2 separate regions of the Mus musculus genome follow, and region 1 is linked to region 2. Evidence: chromatin contacts called from public Hi-C data. All regions are on one chromosome and are shown on one strand. Each heading gives the region's core, a stretch centred on a gene start, on an enhancer-like site or on the middle of the called end of the contact. The rest is flanking DNA. Distances are from core to core; before and after follow the strand shown.

Region 1 (5,670 bases), core at 1,494-3,993, 210 kb before region 2:
TATAGTGTGTCATATGTAGAATTCGGAGCAGATGTCTCACCATTACATATGAAGAATGAGGAGAATGGATGGAGAAATTAGGAGCATAACTGCAAATACCACTGAGGATTAGGAAATGGGAACTAATATGATTAAATGTAAAAAAAAAATCATCGAGTTGGCAAACCTACAGAGAATGGATAATAAATCCATTTGCTACACTAAAAAGAAACATTAGACATCCTCCCAGCCCCCCAAAAAACCGAAGAAGAAAGAAAAATGGATGCTACAATGAACTGGGAAGGGACATGGTACCACAGACAGGAGTGAGAATTAAAAAGGGCCAAAATTGCCAAACATTCAACAAACTCAAACAAGCTTCCAGGTAGGTTTTTAGGAATTTGACAGTGTGATTCTAAGTTTAGACTGAGCTGCAGGCCGCAGCCACACACACGTGTGCACACACATATATACGCATACACTTAAATACTCAATAGAATGCTATTCATTTAAAAACCTGCCGTTCACATCATGAGTAAAGCTGAAGGAAGTGGTGTTAAGTGAAACAAGCCAAGCATAGGAAGGCAACTACCACGTCTGAATGTAGAATCTAAAGAAGCTGAGCTCATGCAAGGGGTTTAGTGATGCTTATCAGGGTCTGGGGTGGGGGAACAAGGTTAACAGAGAAAGGGCTGTGTCAATCAAAGGGTACAAAGTTTCAGTAGATGGGAGGAATGCACTTCAGTGATCTCTTACAAACAAAAGTGACATGATGATAATGCTCTATGTATTTATAATGACAAAAATAGCAATTCTTAAATTGCAAAAAAGAAAAAAAAAAACCAGTGTGGTAGCAGTAGATTTGTTAGCTTGATTTGATCACGACACTCTATAAGCATATATCAAAGCACTGGATTGCACCCTACAAGTATTTACAATTATTATCTATGGATCAAAACAAAATGGTTAAAGCTTTAATAATAGAAATGTCAGAGCCAGAAGGACACAAGATGGACCTAATCAACTAGTAAAGGTGCCAGATGAAACAAAGGAGACACATTTCAGAACAAATGTAACTACCTCTTTATCCAGCGTTGCCTTCAAACATTCTTGGACCCTGCTTTATCTTCTATCTCCTTAGTTTTCCTTTTTCTAAATTTTAGGCTAATAATTATCTTTCTTTTTTAGTATGGGACTTCATGAGTCTTTTGGCCTAATGCCTCGTCTACATGAAACTGTTCTTATTTTACAGGATTGGACAAAATAATCCCTCTTGAGGGCCATTTAGGGTGGGTTTGGTGATGCATGGAGTTGGTTATCATCAGAGAGTGGTGAGATTTCTTTTGTGGATGAAAGAAGAGATTGTGACTACGAGATGCTGACATTTCATCATTGTTAGAGTTACATTAGCTGGATCACTTGGGAACTGGCTTGCAGTTATTAAAGGTGAAGCGGAGAAAGTGATTTCAGACCAACTGGGCATCATTTCAAAATTTTGAAAGTGATTTCAGCCAACTGGGTGGCTCAGGGGCTGCCTGAGGGAGGAGGCAAAAAAACACTGCAACCTGATCCAGAACACCTAAGACACAGAGGCAACCTAGATACCCATCATAAAACCGACAGGAGGATACTATTCTTTTTTTTAAAGAAATTTTGTCATTTGCAACATGAATGAACTTGGAGGACATTGTTATGAAATAAACTAGGCATGGGAAGAAACATGCCAGGCAGGTCTGGCTTCTGAAGTATGCTTTAACTATAGCAATATAGTATACAAAATAAAGGACTTCGTCGTTCAAGCATGCATACCATTATGTGTGTATCATTGTACTCTGGTCATATTTACCCGCTCTTTATTCTCCTGCCCCTCTCAACCCTGGATATTTTGTTTCAGACCAGCTTCCTACTACTAAAATGCCTTCTTTTTACATTAGATCTTAGCTAAAATGCCGAGATATGATGAAAAACCTACTTCTTCTGAAAGCAGCTTGATGGAAGTGTGAGCATATGACAGACCTGGAATACTCACAGTGCAGATGTGCTAACCACGGCCAGCTTAGGCATCTGTCTATAGAGGGGTGGATTAGGAGTAACGGGCGTATATGAACGGGGGGGGGGTTATACTCAGCCAAAATGAACATCAAAATGACCTTATCAGCAAGAAAAGTTGCTAGAAGTAGAGGTTATCGTGTTAAAAGAAACAGGCTAGATTTGGACAGATATGGTTTATTTTCTCTCAGACACAGAAGCTAGGTTTTTTTAAAGAAAAGAGGAAGAGACCCAATCAGAGTGGACAAAAGCGATAATGTCAGCGAGAGTAGTGAGCAAGGTCAAATTACAGTGTATGCAAGGATGGAAAATATCAGACTAATACCTATTGTTGTGCATAATAAACATATACATGTGCTTCACTCAAATGTTCGGAAAGCCCTTTGGAGAGGGACATCAGGGAATGGAGAGTTGGTCCAGTGGGTAAAGTGCTTGCTGTATAAAGCACGAGGAAGGACCTGAGTCTGGAACCTCAGCATGCACATAAAAGCTAGGCATGGCGGTGGGTGCCTGTCATTCCAGTGCTTGTTGGGGCTATGGTGGGTAGAGGGAGGACTGAGACAGACTGACTCCAGGGCTTAGTGGCCAGCCAGTGCAGTCAAAACAGAGAGTGATGGAGGAAGATGCTCAACTTTAACCTCTGTCCTCCGTGCCTAACTACACACACATGTGCACGTGACATGATAAACCACAAACCCCTACCACCCACACAGATAGAGAAAGTGTGTCTGAGGTAAGGCACAAGGGGAAAAATCCTCCCCATGGTTTATAGAACAAATCTAGATATATGCAGGACAGGGAAAACCCCCTGAACTTCATCACTGAATTAGTAGTGAAAATGTTCAACAGGCAGGAATGGATTCAAAAAGCATTATGTGAAAGCGACAACCAAATAATGTGCCTAGTAGCTGTGTCTGATTCACAGGAAATGAACAACCCTCCATGTTACACTCATTTAGCACCCCACCTAGTGATTGCCTATTGATCTACATAGAGTCGAACACGCAAATTGAAAGCATGCCATTAATAACTCTTCACAAAAAGGCCACCCAGTTCAGAGTACAGGGCATTTCTGTTACTCCAGTGAGTTCCCCCGCTTTCTGGTCCCCTGAGAGCCTGCTTGTTCACCAGTTACTAGATTAGTAGTTACTAGTTACTAGATTAACTTTACGTGCTCTAAAGCTTCTGTTGGTTAATGATCGCTGGTGAGAGGGGTCACACTCCCCAGTCCCTAACCACTCCTGACCTGTCCTCGTGCAGACAACCTTTACTAAATGGAACTGGCCACAAGCAAGCTTACAAGACATGAAGATAGGTGGGGGAGTTGTGGGAAGAAGGGTGTAGTGAGAGGAGGAAAGGGCTAAGAGGAGAACAAGGGTGAATACTATCAAAGTTCCCCTCCCCCTTTCTAATAGATCTATAATGAAATTGTGAAAGAATAAATTAGAAGAAAAAAACGGCCTCTTCATGGACCTCTGAGGTATTTTTTTCTTAAAATAATATTTTTGAGATTTATCAAAAATATTTTCTTGTGACTTCTAGTCACTATAAAAATACTGGAAAACATTCTATCTTACATTTACACTTCATTTTCATTTTCTTTTTTTTTTGGACATTTGGTCTATTTACAATTTTTATTATTATGGATAAAGTACCCATGGGGACTGGGGAGGTGATTTAGTTAGAAAAGACCTGGAGGGCATCATCCTGAGCGAGGTAACCCAATCATAAAAGAACTCACATGATATGTACTCACTGATAAGTGGATATTAGCCCAGAAACTTACAATACCCAAGATACAAGATACAATCTGCAAAACACATGAAACTCAAGAAGAACGAAGACCAAAATGTGGACACTTGGCCCCTTCTTAGAATTGGGAACAAAACACCCATGGAAGGAGTTACAAAGACAAAGTTTGGAGCTGAGACGAAAGGATGGACCATCTAGAGACTGCCATATCTGGGGATCCATCCCATAATCAGCTTCCAAATGCTGATTCCATTGCATACACTAGCAAGATTTTGCTGAAAGAACCCAGCTATAGCTGTCTTTTGTGAGGCTATGCCGGTGCCTAACAAACACAGAAGTGGATGCCCACAGTCAGCTATTGGATGGATCACAGGGCCCCCAATGGAGGAGCTAGAGAAAGTACCCAAGGAGCTAAAGGGGTCTGCAACCCTATAGGTGGAACAACAATATGAACTAACCAGTACCCCACCCCCACCCCCCAGAGCTCATGTTTCTAGCTGCATATGTATCAGAAGATGGCCTAGTTGGCCATCATTGGAAAGAGAGGCCCATTGGTCTTGCAAACTTTATATGCCTCAGTACAGGGGAATGCCAGGGCCAAGAAGTGGGAGTGGGAGGGGTAAGGGGGGAGGGTATGGGGGGACTTTTGGGATAGCATTTGAAATGTAAATGAAGAAAACACCTAATTAAAAAAAAGAAAAGTGGTTGTTGTGTAGATGTCAATTTGGATCTCTAAAACCTATGTGAGAAGCTGGGTTTGGCAATGAGTATGTGATTTTAGTTCTGGGAACATGAAGACAGGAGACTCCTTGGACTTATTGGCTGGCCACATACACACACACACACACACACACACACACACACACACACACACACACGCACGCACACACGCACACATGAATTAAGAGACTATGAACAATACATTTTTGGTGGACCCATTCATTTCTCTGGGGCATATACCTAGACATAAGATTCAACTTTTCAGGATTTTGCCAAATTTATCTTGCATAAATTTGCATTTCAAATTGCAGCGTTTGACAGCTACTCATTCTTTTTTTCCAGCACACAGTAAACAGACAAGGCAGTCTTTTCTCCGTGGGAAGACCAAAACCCAAGAGATTGTGGCAAAATGACCTCTCATGTGATCCAGGATCAAGAGAAACATGAAGGGAACCACAGCAGCAATTTGGCCACACCTACTATTCTGGGTTGCAGTGGGAATTTGGGTTACAAGCCTAGGAGGATTGGGGGTGGGGTGGGGAGTGAGGAGTAGGGAAAGCCAGTCTTAGGAAAGGAATATTGATATTAGATATGAGGCAGGGTGGCTATGCCTGCTGGCTGGTCTCTCACAGAGCTGGAGGATCTTAGACAGAGGGCAGATCCATGAGCCGGCCATGAATTCTGTCCTCACATGTTCCAGGTTTCCTTGGGTGTTTACCTCAACACCAGGGCTGTTGGTTCTTCTGGGCACACAAAGTAGGAAGTTCTTCCTGTGCCCCTTCCTGTGGACTTGGTCTTGCAGCTAGATCTTATGGTCGGCAAGGGCAAAGTTGACACAGGGGTAATCAGTAGCAACCACAAGTGCACAGCCAAATCCTGGAGAAGGTTACATGCCTATTTTCTAGGCAGGAAGCTGTCCAAGGAGCATGGCTCGGTCTCTAACCTGCACCTATGACCATAGTACTTGACAGAACTTAAGGGAGGAAAGATTTATTTTGGCTCATGTTTTTAGAGGGTCCATTGTGGGGTGGCATGGGATAGCACCTCAGTTATGGTGGCCATTGCATGTGGCAGAGGCTGTTCACATCATGGAGTTGGGAGGCTGGGGTCATGGGCTAGGATATAACCTTCAAAGGCACTCCCATACAAACCTACTTCTACAAGTATGCT
Region 2 (5,798 bases), core at 286-2,785:
TGCAAGCTGGTACAAGCACTCTGGAAATCAGTTTGGCGGTTCCTCAGAAAATTGGACATAGTACTACTGGAAGATCTAGCAATACCACTCCTGGGCATATACCCAGAAGATGTTCCAACTTGTAATAAGGACACATTCTCCACTATGTTCATAGCAGCCTTATTTATAATAGCCAGAAGCTGAAAAGAACCCAGATGTCCCTCAACATAGGAATGGATACAGAAAATGTGGTTCATTTACACAATGGAGTACTACTCAGCTATTAAAAATAATGAATTCATGAAATTTTTAGACAAATGGATGGTTCTGGAGGACATCATCCTGAGTGAGGTAACCCAATCACAAAAGAGCACATGTGATATACACTCACTCATAAGTGGATATTAGCCCAGAAGCTCAGAATACCCAAGATACAATTTGCAAAACATGAAACTCAAGAAGAAGGAAGGCCAAAGTGTGGATACTTCGATCCTTCTTAGAATGGGAACAAAATACCCATGGAAGGAGTTACAGAGACGGAAGGAATGACTATCCAGAGACTGCCCCACCCGGGGATTCATCCCAGAAACAACCACCAAACCCAGACACTATTGTGGATGCCAAGAAGAGCCTGCTGCTAAGAGCCTGATAAAGCTGTCTCCAGACAGGCTCTGCCATTGCCTGACAAATACAAAAGTGGATGCTCACAGCCATCCATTGGACAGAACACAGGGTCCCCAATGAAGGAGCTAGAAAAAGTACCCAAGGAGCTGAAAGGGTGTGCAGCCCCATAGGATGAATAATAATATGAACTAACCAGTATCCCCAGAGCTCCCTAGGACTAAACTACCAATCAAAGAAAACACATGGTGGAACTCATGACTCTAACTGCATATGTAGCAGAGGAAGACCTGCTACATCAATGGGAGGAGAGGCCCTTGGTCCTGAGAAGGTTCTATGCCCCAGTATAGGAGAATGCCAGGGCCAGGAAGTGGGAGTGGGTGGGTTGGTGAGCAGGGGGAGGTGGAAAGGGATAGGGGATTTTCAGAGGGGAAACTAGGAAGAGGGATAAACGTTTGAAATGTAAATAAAGGAAATATCTAATAAAAGTATAAAAAGAGAGAAAATAGAAAAAAACCTCCTCTAAAGCTGAATAATACAAATAATACATAAACATTCTCTCTCTCTCTCTCTCTCTCTCTCTCTCTCTCTCTCTCTCTCTCTCTCTCTCTCTCTCTTTATCCATGTGTATAGGCACTTGCACATATATATATAGAATCTCTGCCTCTCAAGTACTGAGGTTGAGACCTCCGTATTTATGCTTGTCTGGCAAGCATATTGTCAACTGAGTTATTACCCCAGCCTAATTTACCCATTTTTAAAATTGAGTATTTTATTTCCTTATTACTGAGTTATATGAGTTCTTTTGGGACTCTCTGGGTAGTAAGCCCCCTTCAGATTTAGTGGTTCCCAAACACACTCTCATAACTGGTATGCGCCTTTGCGTTTTGACCATCACTTCCTTCTGCCTTTGTTTTTTAGCTCTCTGTGGTTCTACATACTTACTTTCACTTTTGTTTCTCTGAGTTTTGGTGAGATGCTGAATAAAGACTGGCAAGACCAATATCAGTGAGGTTTCCTCTAGGTGTTTCATACTTCCATATCTTAGGTTAGTTCTTAACCCGTTCTGAGTTGTTTTTTGTGTGAGATAGGGATCCGGATTTATTTTATTTTATTTTCGCACATAGGTATAGTTTTCCAACATCATTTGTTGTACACTAACCTTTACCTGTTGTGTCTTCTTGGGGACCTTGTCTGACATCAGCTGACTGCATAGACTTGAGTTTATGTCTAGGTTGTCTGCTCCGTTAGTTTGTCTGTTTCTATGCCAGGCTCACACTGTGCTGACTGAGGAGTGTAGCTTGGGGAGAGAATTTTAGATTGGGAACTATGATTGTTCCAGGTCACTCAGGTTCATAAACTTTTAGATTTTTTTCTATTTCTGTGAAAAGTGACATTGGGGTTTTGGTAGAGGTTGTATTGAGACTATGTTGCTTTGAACAGTTTGGGTGTGTCAACAATTGCAGTGCTACAATCTTCACACAGGGATTATTTTCCCATTTGTTTGTGACCTCTTCAAATTCTTTCACCAATGTTTTAATATTTTTTCATTTATTGATCTTTTACCACATTGGTTAGAGTTTTTTCTTAAGAATTTTATTACTTTTGATGGTATTTTAAGTTGAGATGGCTTTTCTTGGTTTATTTTTCAGATATATCATTATTGGTGTAGAGAGGTACAACTGATTTATATATGTTGTTGGTTTTTTTATCATGCTACTTTATTGAGTTAATTTATTAGTGCCTGTGTGTGTAAGTGTATATGTGTGTGTATGTGTGTATGTGTGTATGTGTGTGTGTGTATGTGTGTGTGTGTTACATGGTCTGCATGGTTTTCTACCTGTAGAATGTTATCATCTAAGCATGAATATCTTTCTCTTTGTTCTTTGATTTGACTTATTTATTTATTTATTTATTTATTTATTTATTTATTTATTTTTGGCTTTCCGGTCTGAAAGCTCTTTTAAGTGTTTCAATTACCAGAACATAGGGGGAAAGCTCTCCATTTCCCTCACAGACCGTCAGCTGTAGGCTACTTGCAAAGGACCCCTGATATGTTGAGGACATTTTCTTCTGTATCTACATTATTAGGAATTTTAATTTTTAATTTTAATTTATTTTATGATTTCATGTGTATGAGTGTTTGCCTGTATGTATGTGTATGCAGCATGTGTGTGTGATGTGACATGCATACCTGGTACCCTTGGAGGCCAGAGAGGGCATTGGATCATCTGCATGGAGAGATGATTGTGAGCTACTATGTGGGTGCTTGGAATTGAACATGGATCCTCTGGAAGAGCAGCCAGTGCTCCTAACTGCTGAGCCATCTCTCCAGCCCTGAGACTTTCCAATCATGAAACGATGTTGAACTTTGTCAAATACTTTCTCTGTGACTACTGTGACTTTTGTCTTTGATTCCTTTAAAGTGAACTATCACATTGATTGATATCCATATGTTAAACCAACTTATGCCAAGGGTAACTCTCATTCAGTCATGGTAAGCAATTCTTTTGTTATGCTGTTGGGTTCAGCGTGACATTAGGGTCATGCTGTGTTTGTCTAGGTCAGAGGAGCACCTTTGGTTACTGGTTCTCATCTTTCTACTTTCCTTGAAAAGGAGTATGTTCAAAGCTATGCAAGCCAGCTTTTGTGTCAGGTCTGGAATCCAAATTCAGGTGTCAGGCATGGGGGGAAGCACTGTACCCCAGATCCATCTTCCCCAGCCCTGTTTGCTAGGTTTTTTGTTGTTGCTGTTGTTTTTGTTTTTGTTTTGTGACAGTTCTGAATATATAGTAATCAGAGATAGAGACCTATAGTTCTTTTGCGTGTGGTATCTTTGGTTTTGGCAGTAGGGTAATGTTTGTCTCATAAAATGAGTTTGGAAGTATTCCTTCTACTTCTATTTTTTGGAAGAGTTTATGAAGACATGGTATTAATTAATATTTGATGTTTTGTAGAATTATACCAGGAAGCAACTGGATGCCAAACAATATCTCCATCCTTCCATCTCACCTTCTCTTCCTCTTTTCTCTTCCCCCTCCCCACCCACCTACTCCCTTTTCTGTTCTTTGTCTTCCAAGACAGTGCCTCTGTGTGTTTAGGCTGACTTGGAACATGCAGCCCTCCTGCCCGGAACTCCCACACACGCTGGGACTCGGGCCTGTGTGATCACACTTGGCTTCTTCCTTTTGAAATGGATGAGTTTATGGCTTCGTTCTTGATGCTGCTTTTACTGCCTTCTTTGTCTGTTTGGGTAAATTGTGTTATTGCTTTCTCTTACTTCAGGGTATTTATTTTTAATGTTCCTATTGACATCCCATCTAACCCACGAGTTGTGTAAGCTTTTTTTGTACTTCCTATGTAATTGTGAAATTTCCAATTTTGTTGTTTTCTACTGCTCTGATTTCTAATTTCACCCCATTGTGATTGGAAAAGATACTTGGTAAGGTGGTGACTGTGTGAATATGTTCATGTGTATGCACACAGGTACGTAGAAACTAGAGGTCAAAGTTGGAAACCTTCCTTAGTCATACTTCATCCCATTTTTGAAATAAGCCTGTCACTGAACCTAGCACTCAATGATTCAGCGAGGCTGGCTGGCCAGAGAACCCTGGAGATCGCATTGCCCCCTTTCTGCCATGCCTTGGATCTTAGGTGTGAGGCCCTGAGCTTTGGTTTTTTTACTTGCATGTTAGAGAGGAAACCAGGGACTTCGTGCTTACACAGCAAGTGCTTTACCAACTCCATCATCTGCCCAGTCCTGGCTTGCTACGACTTTGATCTTTTGTGTTGAGAACAAAAGGCTTCATGCTTTAGCATAGTATGGAAATTCATGTACTTGTGGAAATTCTCCTGCCTCAGCCTCCAGAGTATTGAGTGTCCTAACATATGACCAATTCCTGAGAATCTTTCATATGTAGTTTTCTGCTATGGGAGGACACGTGGCCCTCTGTTAAATGCTTGGTCTACAGCGTTGCTCAAACGTGCTACTTCTTTTTTGATTTACTGTCTAGACTTTTATTCCTTTTCTATGAACTGGGGCTTGAAGTCTTCGGTTATTAATTTACTGTATTGGTGCTGATTTATCTTGTAGGAACCTTTAACATTTATTTGGCAACTCCTGATCTGTTCCGATGTTGGATGTTTTCACTTTCCCTAAGTGTGCACTTAAACCTATAGGGTGTTTCTTTCAGACAGCGTATATTTTGATCTTTAAGAACAGCCATCTTCCTATGCTGCATCTTCCAGGGAATTTGGCCCACTTATATTTATAGCAATTATAGATAAAGAAGAGAGATTTGTTGTTGTCACTTTCTTAATGGCCTTCCATTCCTGCCCTGGAATTTTTTATTCATTCCTTCTTGTTCTTTCAGCTGTAACTTTTTAAAAATAGTTTCTTTCTGGTCCTCTGGAGTTTACATTTAAGATAAAAACTCACAGTTTTGGAAGTCTACTCTCAAATAACTTACTGTCTTAGTTACTGTTCTATTGCTATGAAAAGACACAAGGACCAAAGCAACCCATAAAAGAAAGCATCTAGCTGAGGGCTTGCTTACAATTTTAGAGGGTTGTTCCATGGTTATCATGTCAGGAAGCTCACAGGCATGGTGCTGGAGCCATAGCTGACAACGTCACACCATGATCTTCTGGCAGAAGGCAGAGAAAGAGACACCGGGCTTGGTGTGAATATTTGGAATCTCAAAGTTCATCCCAAAGAGACATGCATCCTCCAATAAGGCCACAACCTCCTAGGTCTTTATGCTAGGTTGTGTTGTAATCAATTTACCTATTATTGTAATAAAGAAGCATTTTATGCCTATAAATACTCTTTGTGTTTATGAATTTATCTTTTCCAGTAAGTCTTACATTTACTTGTGTCTTATATTTCCATTTAATATTATTTCATTTCAACTATTGTATATTTATGAAGCAAGTTTCATAGCAATAAAGCTCCCCGATTTCCAGATGCCTGAAAACATATTTATCTCTCATTTCTATAGGGCAGGCATTGTTGGCTATAGGAGTCTTTGGATGGTCATTTGGTTTTCTTTTAGAACTTTGAATATACCACCTAGTGCTTCTGATCTCTGATGGAAGAGATATCCAGGTCTCTGACGGAAGAAAATTTTCAGATAGACTTTTAAGCATCCTCTTGTTTGTGATGTATCTTTTGTCTTGCTGCTTTCAAATTTCCCTTT

What was found. A called contact is a pair of places that touch in the nucleus more often than the background predicts.
Region 1: a contact with region 2 is called in a Hi-C map of Th1 cells, with 2.4 times the contacts expected there. The contact joins two enhancer-like sites. A contact is called at or near these places in 2 of 484 Hi-C or Micro-C datasets (the HPC-7 cell line and Th1 cells) and 2 of 115 datasets of contacts at active chromatin or transcription factors (CD8 T cells and memory CD8 T cells).

What each region holds. Positions count from the first base shown.
Region 1 is chr4:48,009,529-48,015,198 of GRCm38.p6, reverse strand. No RefSeq gene overlaps it. Among named protein-coding and RNA genes, the nearest start is that of Nr4a3, 33 kb to the left of the region's middle. Within about 2 kb of position 2,743, at least 23 of the 459 cell types and tissues checked have an H3K27ac peak or open chromatin away from gene starts, as enhancers often do. A contact at or near this core is called in CD8 T cells, Th1 cells and memory CD8 T cells, where this site is marked.
Region 2 is chr4:47,795,103-47,800,900 of GRCm38.p6, reverse strand. No RefSeq gene overlaps it. Among named protein-coding and RNA genes, the nearest start is that of Gm46853, 160 kb to the left of the region's middle. Within about 2 kb of position 1,535, at least 36 of the 459 cell types and tissues checked have an H3K27ac peak or open chromatin away from gene starts, as enhancers often do. A contact at or near this core is called in CD8 T cells, Th1 cells and memory CD8 T cells, where this site is marked.